2 separate regions of the Mus musculus genome follow, and region 2 is linked to region 1. A link is a contact called in public HiChIP or PLAC-seq data. All regions are on one chromosome and are shown on one strand. The core of a region is the stretch at or near the end of the contact, and the rest is flanking DNA. Distances in the headings are between cores, read along the strand shown. Region 1 has its middle 22 kb from the start of Gm32603. Region 2 holds the start of Mtor (mechanistic target of rapamycin kinase).

The links. HiChIP or PLAC-seq counts read pairs in DNA pulled down with a chosen protein or histone mark.
Region 2: an H3K27ac HiChIP or PLAC-seq map of embryonic stem cells shows a contact between it and region 1, with 6 times the contacts expected there. The contact joins the promoter of Mtor here to the enhancer-like site in region 1. A contact is called at or near these places in 10 of 39 promoter capture datasets (the 3T3-L1 cell line, 3T3-L1-derived adipocytes, cranial neural crest and 6 more), 4 of 484 Hi-C or Micro-C datasets (dorsal root ganglion neurons, embryonic stem cells and medial ganglionic eminence), 15 of 115 datasets of contacts at active chromatin or transcription factors (acute myeloid leukemia, bone marrow-derived macrophages, craniofacial prominence and 9 more) and 1 of 9 other capture datasets (pancreatic islet).

What each region holds. Positions count from the first base shown.
Region 1 is chr4:148,190,192-148,195,271 of GRCm38.p6, forward strand. No RefSeq gene overlaps it. Among named protein-coding and RNA genes, the nearest start is that of Gm32603, 22 kb to the right of the region's middle. Within about 2 kb of position 2,715, at least 20 of the 459 cell types and tissues checked have an H3K27ac peak or open chromatin away from gene starts, as enhancers often do. A contact at or near this core is called in embryonic stem cells and stem cell-derived epiblast-like cells, where this site is marked.
Region 2 is chr4:148,446,609-148,451,688 of GRCm38.p6, forward strand. It overlaps Mtor (mechanistic target of rapamycin kinase), which reads left to right and starts at 1,974. Exons shown (of 58, transcript NM_020009.2): 1 at 1,974-2,079.

The DNA of each region.
Region 1 (5,080 bases), core at 1,465-3,964:
TTCCTCGAGTCCCAGGCAAAAATATGGTTTGAAAGTTTATATTAGTCTGGGTTTGACATGAGACTCTGTATGCCAAGTGTCCAGTGGAAGGATGAAGTGACCAGAAGGAGTGCACCATAGGGCAGGAGCCATCAGGATTGATGCTCCCTCCCTCCTCCCCTCCCTCCTCCCTTCCCTCCTCTGTCCTCCTCCCCCTCCTCCTAACCTGTGATCTGTGTGGTTCTCTGTTTGCCTCCTTGCTTGATGCACAGTCACACAGACCCACAGTGACATGGGAGGGAGTTTCTTTTCCTTTCATCTGTACTTTTTGCCTCCTGGTCCCTGGTGCTGCACATAGTCCCCCCTTTTTCTGTGATGTTCGCCATTCTAATTAAGTGGAAAAGGCTTTTTACTCCATACAATTCTCCAGTTATGAATAATGATACTGGCTCATAAATGAAAATCGCTTTTCTATTTAAATTCTCTGTGTAATTTTTTTTTTTCTGATTTAAAAAAAAAAAAAAGGAATTAGGAGCCCAGAGCTCTTGGGTCATTTGCAAGTTATTCATTTTAAGCAGAGCCCTTAGCTAGCTCATTAATGGTGAGAGTGGGGCCCCAGTTAAACGCAAGGGTGTTAATTACCTTGTGGGCTTCCATGGGAATAGATTGCTGGCTCCTAGGTTAGTAAAAGTTTGGTAGGGAAACACAATTCTGTTCTAGAATCCATGAGGAAGGGAGCCTGGCTCAAAGAGATCTTATGAAGACATATGTGGGGTCCCAAGATTTACTCCTGAGGCCAACTTCCCAGAACCTGAGGATTCTGGAATGAGGTGAGGGGGCAGGTTATAGGCCTGAGTGAGGGGCCACAAGGAAATGGTCAGTGTGTGTAATGAGGAATGTGCTAATGGTCAGAGTGTATGACGAGGAATGTGCTAATGGGCAGTGTGCATAACCAGGAATGTGCTAATGGGCAGTGTGCATAATGAGGAATGTGCTAATGGTCAGAGTGTATGATGAAGAATGTGCTAATTGTCTGAGAAATGTGCTTAAATTCTCAGACTTGGTCATTCCATGTCTATAGTCTGTGGCTATGTCCAGCTATGAGTATGTGAACAGCTCAAATTGGACTTGTTGGGTTATTTAAAAGGGGGGAGGGGAGGCTACTGGAGAGATGGCTCAACAGTTAAGAGCACTGGCTGCTCTTGCTGATCACCTGGGTTCAGTTCCCAGCACCCATGCGGTGGCTCACAACCAACCATAACTCCAGTTCCAGGGAAGTTGGTGCCTTCTCTGGCCTCTTTGGGCACCACACACACATGTGGTGCACAGACATACATGCAAGCAAAATTCTCATACATATAAAATTAAGAATATTTTTTTTTAAAAGGGCTGGAGAGATGGGTCAGATGTTATGAGTATTTGCTGCTTTTGCGGAGGATCTAGGTTATATTTCCAGCACCCACATGGTGGCTGGCAACTGTTTATAACTCTAGTGGTGATGATCTGACACTCTCTCCAGCCTCTGTGGGCACCAGGCATTCATGTGGTATACACATGCACATGCATGCACACATATACATAAAGGAAAAATAAATAGCTTTTTAAAAAGATTTATTTATTTATTTCACAAATATGAGTGCACTATCTTTATGCACACCAGAAGAGGGCACCAGATCTCATTACAGATGGTTGTGAGCCACTATGTGGTTGCTGGGAATTGAACTCAGGACCTCTGGAAGACCAGTCAATGCTCTTAACTGCTGAGACATCTCTTCAGCCCCCAATAATAACTCGTAATAGAAAAAGACACAAAGTTGAAAGTAGGGGTGGGGTGGGGAAAGGGAGGGAGGGTCCAGGGGTTAGGAAGAGGAGTGGGTGTGAAAGTGATAAGAATACATTGTATTCTGTATGAAACTCTCAAAGATTGATAAACATTAAATAAAGCAGAAGGGGTATAGATAAAGACACCCATGTTGACCTCTAGTTTCTACACACCTTCATACACACATACACATGGGCACACATAAACACAAGAAAGCCAGATACAAGGCTTTCTTCACACCTCTTGACTTTGGCCTCCATTGACAGACGATAGTTGGGTGGAGGAGGGTTGGCTGGACGGTGGCAGATTTTGTGGTGAATCCAGCGTTTCTAACCACCTCCGCCATCCTCCGTCTCTGCCGTATCGATGCACAGCCTACTCTATTATTTATTTACAGCTTTTATTTTCATTGACTTATTTTTTTTAAAAACTGAAATTTAGTTTAAAGGGGAACTTTATATTTCAGCAGTAAAAGGGAAACTGGCACCCCAGTCATAAATTCAAAGACGCATAAAAATGAATACGTGACTATTAAAATAAATAATGTCCATTCCTGTGTCCTCTCTGAAAGCGACTCCCACACAGCACAGGCTGCATCCACTGTGCCTTGGAGATCCCAGCATGCAGGAGAGAGAGCACTGCTTGCCCTTGTGGTCTGGCAGCGAGCAGGGGACAGGTGACCCGCCCAGGGACCTGACTCTCTACGGAGAAGGTGTACTGAAGCCAAGAAGCTGCAGGGGCAAAGGAAGACCTGGGGAATTTCCTGGCATTTTGGACTTCTGGGAGTACCATGCAAATGATATGCAAATCACACATATGTAAATTCCACACTAGCCAGTCTGAGGTGCTCTGGGGATAGGCGCTCAGCGGTGTGGTCAGAGCTACTAGCCTGACTTTTCCTCCTGGGGCCAAGGATTTACAGTAAGAGCCAGAGGGCTGTGCAGGGAGCTCGGGTCTGGGAGCCTGGATGGAAACCGCTAAGCACTGCTGCTACTCAACCACGTGACCTTGAACGGCTCCTGTAGCCTCCCTGGATCTCAGCTTTTTTTTTTTTTTCCCCTACAGGTAAAAAGGCCAAGAAAGCAGCCATCTAGCGATTCAAGTTTGTGGGCCATGGTGCTCCAAGCTGTAGGTCAACATTCCCCGGATATTTGGATGAGATTAGCATCCAACTCCACTGACAGTAGAGAAGGTGCCCGCTGTTATTAGTAGAAGCCATGCATACCTCCCGCCGCCATCTTAGGGACTGAGACCCACTGGTTATTTTATCTGTAGATATTTCAGTATCATCTGGGCAGATAAGGGCGTCCTCCTACCTAAGAAATAAACTTTAAGTCAGGCAGTCGTAGGGTCCTGGGTATCAAATTCAGAGGCTACCATAGTGTTCACTCTACGAAATGGAGGTCTAAGTGCTGGGCCTAGAGATCAGGGAGGGAGGCAGAAGCAGCAGCAGGCCCCTGGGCAGGGTGGCAGAGCTGACCCAGGGTACCATCTTTCAGGCCCAGCTTTTTATCCTTCTTAAAATGCAAATCCCAGGACAGCTGACAAGTTTCAGCTTCTCATTTTTCTGCGATGTGGAGGATTTGAGGCCCGGCAAGCTGACATGGGAGACTTAGATTCGCTCCATCACTTCTCCCTTCATCCCCTGTGATGTGTAGCTGTTGTGGGAGGCAAGCCTGGGCTTAGGTCCCAACCCTTGCCCACTGTAGGCAGCCTCTGTCCTGAAGGTACTACCACCCCCACCTCATTCCCTCAGAGCTGTCTCTTCCTCCAGCAAGCCTTCCCTAACATCCAGCCCCTGTTCAAGGAGGTGACCCACCATGTGCATTGTGTATGTGTGCCATTTCTAGGTCCACTCTTCTGCAACTTCCCCATTTCTGGACCCACTCCCCTGCAATGGCTGCACTGGTCTGGTGTGACTAACACAGGCAGAAGGTCAGGTCTGTGCGGCACCTGCCTGTGGTGAATGGTGCAGGAATGGAGAAAAAAAATCCTGGTTCCCATTCACTCTGCAGCTGGGCCTCAGTGAGGGCAGCTGGGCAGTGGAGGCAGAGCTCGGGGAAGAGAAGGCAGGCACTTGCCTGCTGAAGTCCTTGCAGTTCCTGACTGTGACAGTGTGGACAGGGATATTTCCTCCTGGGACTGAGAGTCCTGTGGGCAATAAAGTGCTTGCTTTTTTGCCCAGAGGCTGAGGCCTTGAGTTCAGGTCTCTTTAGTAGCCAGGAGAGTAGAACAAGGTTGAGGAATGGAGGTGTGTGTGTGTGTGTGTGTGTGTGTGTTTGTGTGTGTGTGTGTGTATGTGTGTGTATGAGTGTGTGTGTATATGTGTGTGTATGTGTGTGTGTGTATGGGTGTGTGTATGTCTATGTATGTGTGTATGGGTGTGTGTGTGTCTATGTGTGTGTGTATGGATGGGTGTGTGTATGTCTATGTGTGTGTGTGTATGGGTGTGTGTGTATATATGTGTGTGTGTGTATGTATGGGTGTGTATATGTGTGTGTATATGGGTGTGTATGTGTGTGTGTGTCTATGTGTGTGTGTATGTGTGTGTATGGGTGTATGTGTATGGGTGTGTATGGGTGTGTGTGTATGTGTATGGGTGTGTGTATGTGTATGGGTGTGTATGGGTGTGTATGGGTGTGTGTGTGTGAGTGTGTGGTTTGTGTGTGTGTAACTAGATTCTGTTATACATAACTGAGGACAGTTGGGTGGACAGACACAATAGGGGCTCCCCTTCTCTCTTCCCCAGGGTATGTCCCCACCTCTCTGACTTTTCCCTCCAAACCTACTTAATCAGATAGAGGGTGTGGCCAGCAAGGAGCTCCAAGCCTGGTAGAAGAAGGTGGTAGGGATGGGGTCACCGAGTCACTGGACCAGAACACTCTTGAAGGGGTCTGGGTTGCAGGGTGTGTTTTTATCCCTTTGGTCCACATGCCAAGCTATGCCTTCACCCTGGGGCCTAGCTCAGATGGGAGTGCTGCCCCTCAGAGGCTGTCATGGTGTAGCTTGTCCCTGACAGAGCTGCCGGGTGCTCAGCTGTGCAATCTGTCCCACCCAGAACTGCAGCTGCCAGTGTTGTGAGGTGGGGGATCAGGGTGAGGGTGGCCACCTTCCTCCAGGTTCCCACACTTTCTTTCTATGTCCCCTTGAAATGGGGAGGGGATACATGCTGCAGGGTATTAACTAGAGAATAAAACTCCACAACATGAGAGCAAGGGTCAACTGCCTGACGATATAACATTTTTTATTGCTTCGCTCTTCATGGGTGAGAGGAGGTCT
Region 2 (5,080 bases), core at 724-3,223, 260 kb after region 1:
CTCCCTCAGACCCTACTCAAGAGTCTCCATGGCAGCTCAAGGGCTCCTTTTCCCCCAGGTACACAGTCCCATGTAACCCTGGAGGTCCATTCTTCCCCATCACAGATAGCATCCATCCAGATCATAGAGACCATCCATCGACCCAGCCCGACCCAGCCCGCCCCACCCCCATAGCTTCTCTCTGCTTTCCCGAGACAGCCTTGGCAGTTGGAAATAAACTTTTTCTTTTTTCACCTATGGAGCAGCTATTTTGGTTTCTTTGCTGCACCCGTTTCATTCCCTTGAAAGCCAGTCTCACCTGGAACTCTACATAGCAAGTTTTAGGCCATCCAGGGATGTACAGCAAGGCACTGTCTTAAAAATAAAAAATAAAAGTTAGACATAGTGAAGAACAGCCAACTTAGAGGAACACCTTATTTCCTTAATTACCTTAACCAAAAGTGACAAGACAAAGGATTTAGGTCACCTGCCAGTTTGGTTCCTGGGCCACGCATTAACACTTGCCTGGCATGTAGATTTTCTGAAAGCTTTATTTCTTCAACAGTTCTTTTCAATATACAAATAATTGGTGGCACAGTCTAAAGAAAGTGTGTCTTCCCCAAATCTCATTACATTTTAGTTGGCATTTCCCCAAATTAGTATCTAGGAAGTGTTATCAATGCTTTATAAAGGGTTGTATTGTAGTATAACTTGTACTTTGGTGTGTTTTTAATTTGTTTTTTAACTTAAAAACATTTAACGCTTTCAACTAATTGGAAATCTTTACCTTACTAGCAAATATTTATCTGCATTATCATTACTAATAGCTTCACATGTTTCTTTTAATATTAATGTGTTTAATAGTTCACTCAAATTCCTAATTCAAGCTATTTAGGAATTTTCAGTGTGTATTACAACACTGATAAAAAAATAAAGATTTAAACAAAAGATCTGCATAAATTTCATATGAAAAATTTTAATGATACATTTTTATATATTGGAGCAGGTTCTCTGGAAGGGCCTTAAACACTGAGAAATCTCCCTAGTTCAACCTTGAATTTCTGACCCTCTAAACCTCCACCACCAGAGTTCTGGGAAGACAGGCATGCACTTTACACAGTGCTGGGAATTGAACCCACGACTTTCATGCCTATCGGGCAAACACTCTTTATTTTTGGTTTTTCGAGACAGGGTTTCTCTGTGTAGTCCTGGCTGTCCTGGAACTCACTCTGTAGACTAGGCTGGCCTCGAACTCAGAAATCCACCTGCCTCTACCTCCCAAGTGCTGGGATTAAAGGCGTGCACCACCACGCCGGGGTGGGCAAACACTCTTATCGACTGGTTTACATCCCTAGCTCCGGCTATTGCCCGTTTGAAAAATAAAAAAAAATTTTTAAGGATTTTTCTTTAAAATCTTGTATTTAAAGTAGTTCGGTGATCATCTTATCCTGAGAATGAGCTCACAAGTAAGGCAATTTGGGGACAGTGAGAATAAAAAAAAACAAAAACAAAAACAAAAAAACCCTTGCAAATGCATATTCAGTTTTACAAACGAGAAAGCAAGAGTTCCTCAGTGAACCGATTTCCAAGATATGTCTTCTGCAGTGATTCGAGAGCGTCGGACACTCGGCCCCTTCTCAGCATCCCGAGCACGATCCCTAACCTCTGCCCCAGTTCTTTCAACAGGTCCTTAGGGTACCAAACCGTGGCTCCACACGGTCACAGCGTGTGTGGAGGGGACTTGTAGTAGCGACGTACCGGAAGTGTTCGTGGAAGTGACCGAAGTCAACTCACGACTGATTGGCTCTTCGGAATAGTCCTTCGCCTCCTTTTGCTTGCCACTGGTTGCTCGTTTTGTCTATTTGAACAATCCCCGCCCTCGAGAAGCCGGTCCCGAAGCTCCAATTCTTCATGATTATTGGTGGATGTTCCTCCCCATCTTCGAGCTCGGCCCGCTGATTGGTTGTAGCGCTTACGAGCCCGCCCTCCCCACCTCCCTGGCCTAGAAGACAGCGGGGAAGGCGGGTGTTGAGGCTGGGGGCCTGAAGCGGCGGTACCGGCTCCGGCGGCGGCAGCTGAGGCGGTGGCCGAAGCCGCGCGGTGAGTCTGGGGCCTGGAGTCGGGCGCTTGCGGCTGGCGGGACGGCCAGACTCCCAGCCAGTGTGGGCCGTGCTGGGGGAGGCCCGGGAAGCCGCCTGTCTGAACCGTACAGCGCCCCAGCACCAGCTCCGCGCCCTCGGGGAGACCCCCGCAGGCTGGCGGATCTGCTCCGGGCCTTCCGTGGAGCATTTAGGTCTCCTTCTCGGGCTCAGGACCTGGAACTCCAGACCCACCTACTGACGGTGGAGCCTGTCCCCAGGAGCTCCAGTTTCGGGATCTGCCCCCTACACTTCACCATGGAGACCTGCCAGGAACCCAGACCTCCGCGCCCACGCAGGGTCAGCCTCAGGGTCACGCCCTCCCTTCACGTTTCAACCTTTCAACTCGAATTCCCCTAAGGCATTCTCACAACCTTTGGGATTTGTGACTCAAATAGTTACTTTGAATCCAGCCTGGGGCAGCTGGCTTGTGGGTAAACCTTCAAGTGACTGTCTAATTACTGACGTGATGAGAATAGAAAGTCCAAGTCGGTCTCCTTCCCGCTGCCTCGTGTGCTTACACGCTCAGTAGTGGTTTCTTCCGCTCTAAAACGGCCCAGTTCCTTTTATAGTATTTTATTCCCCCTGTAGTGTAGCGTTTGAAAGCCTTTCAAGACTATTTTACTCCTTATGTTTTGTGTTTATCCCTAACCCCGGCATGACCTTGAATTTCTTGCCTCTCCCTCAGTGCTGGGCTTAAAGATGTGTGGCATCGTGCCTTGGTTATGAGGTGGTGGGGATTGAACAAGGGGTTCTGTGCATGTTAGGCTGTGTCTCACAGATTCTTTCAAAGCCAGAGTGCTTCGGGAATTGTTTTTGTTTTTTAGTATACTCTGGCAGGATAGGTGTATATGTTAGTTACTGCCATGGCATAGTGGGCTAGCCCCTTTTTAATGGCCACTTTATTGGGGTCCCCTGGATGGTAAACTTATTGAGGGAACAAACATCACATAGTTGAAAAATGAGTGATAGTGTTGAGCTCACCATTTGAGTGTGTTGCTATTTCCTATGGTGTGTGTGTGTGTATGTATGTATTTGTTTCTAGAACTGCCTTCCCAACCCAGTGAATGCCTGTTCGTCCTATGAAATGGTGCAGTACTTGTATATAACCTTTTGTATGCTTTAAATCACACCTCCCTTGCTTTTACCTTCAAACACTATGAATGGTTGTTATACTGTACCATACACTATGAATGGTTGTTATACTGTACCATACACTATGAATGGTTGTTATACTGTACCATACACTATGAATGGTTGTTATACTCTACCATGTAGCAAATAATGACAAGAGCACTATTTATTGATGGGGGGTGGGAGGTGCCGTGCATGCAGTGGTGTGCACGTTGATGTCAGGACAAATTATAGGAGTTCTCTCCTTTACCTTGTTGGTCCCAGAGATCGAACTCAGTCATCAGATTTAGCAGCAAGCTCCCTTTCCCACTGAGGCATCCCTCCCACCCACACCCTAGGATATTCTGTCCATCCTTGGTAGACTCTCCAGGTTCAGAATCCATGGATGAGACGAGCTAGCCATGCTAGTACCCTGCACAGCTGCACTATGCCATCCATACAACAGCCTGTAGCCACATGTAGCTGCTGAGGTATGACCGATCCAGATCGGGATAGTTGAATGCGAGATTTTGGAAACTCGGTCTCAAAATGAGTTTTTGAATTATTGGATCGAGTACGCCCTGTGAGTTTCACCTGTTTCATTTAAAATTACATGGAGGGCTGGCAATATCTCAGCACCTAAGAGCACTTGTTGTTCATCCAGTGGACCCCAGTTGTCAGGCCACTCTCAACTGCCTGCAACTCCTGCTCCAGGGACTCCAATGTCCTCTTCTGACCTTTGCAGGCTTCTGCACATATGTGGCATACACTCAGATAGTCATGCATAAATAAAATAAAATAACATAAAATGACTCACGTGACTTGTATTATATTTCTGTTGGGCCAGACTGCTGTAGACTCCATACACTCCTGCAAATGACAGTCTGAGGAAAGGAGAAACCTTAGTTTTAGTTCTCTCTCTTCTGCCCTACTCCTGACTTTAGACCACATCTACAATAGTTATAAAAGCGAAGAAGAGCTGTGTGTTGCACTCCCAGAAACACTTTTAAATGTGTAAATCCTCACCTTATCCCACGAGTTAGGCTCTTCTACTGAGGTGCCATGGAAATTGAGGAGTCTTAAGTGTCCCCCTTAAGGAAGGTGACTTTGCCTCAGGATTTAAGCCCAGGTAGTCTCTGGAGTCCCAAGCCTGGCATAAATGAGTGGAAATCCGTGTTAGGAAGGCCACAGAGGAATTTACTAACAGAGTTTATAGAGTATTGAAGGATGGGGCTGGGGACGGTGTTCCGTCTCGGTAGAATGCTTGCAGCATGCAGAGCCCAGCTTGGAATCTCAGCACCCTTCGACTCCTAGCTTGGTGGTTCCAGGCCGTCAACTGTGGCGTGAGTTCAGGGTCATGCTATGAATAGAAGACTGGCTGAAAAAAATGAAAGAAAAAGATTTTTAAAGGGGCCAGCAAAATGGCTAAGTAGACAAAGGTGCTTGCTGCCAGGGTTGACAGCCTGAGTTTTATCTCTGGGATCCACATAAAGAGACAACTCCTGCAAGTTGTCCTCTCACCTCACATATGCTGTGGTATGTGTGTGTATGTGTGTGTGTACATAAATAAATGTAAGTTTAAAATGTTTTAATTTGAAAAAAAAATGTGTGAAAATAACTTTTATTCACCTGTATTGATTGTCTGTGAGGCTTACTACCTCCATCTGCTAACCTAGGTCTAGTCCTGGGAGCTTCTACCCTCCATACAATATAGTCCAGGCCTAGAATGTTTTCAGCCTCTTGAGACTTGCTGCCGAATAAGTTCACCCTTTCTAGCTCTTTCTGATCTCTAGTTGGCTGGCTCAAGTCAGCTGTTCTGGCTGAAGCTCACCCCTCAGCTGATTGATTCA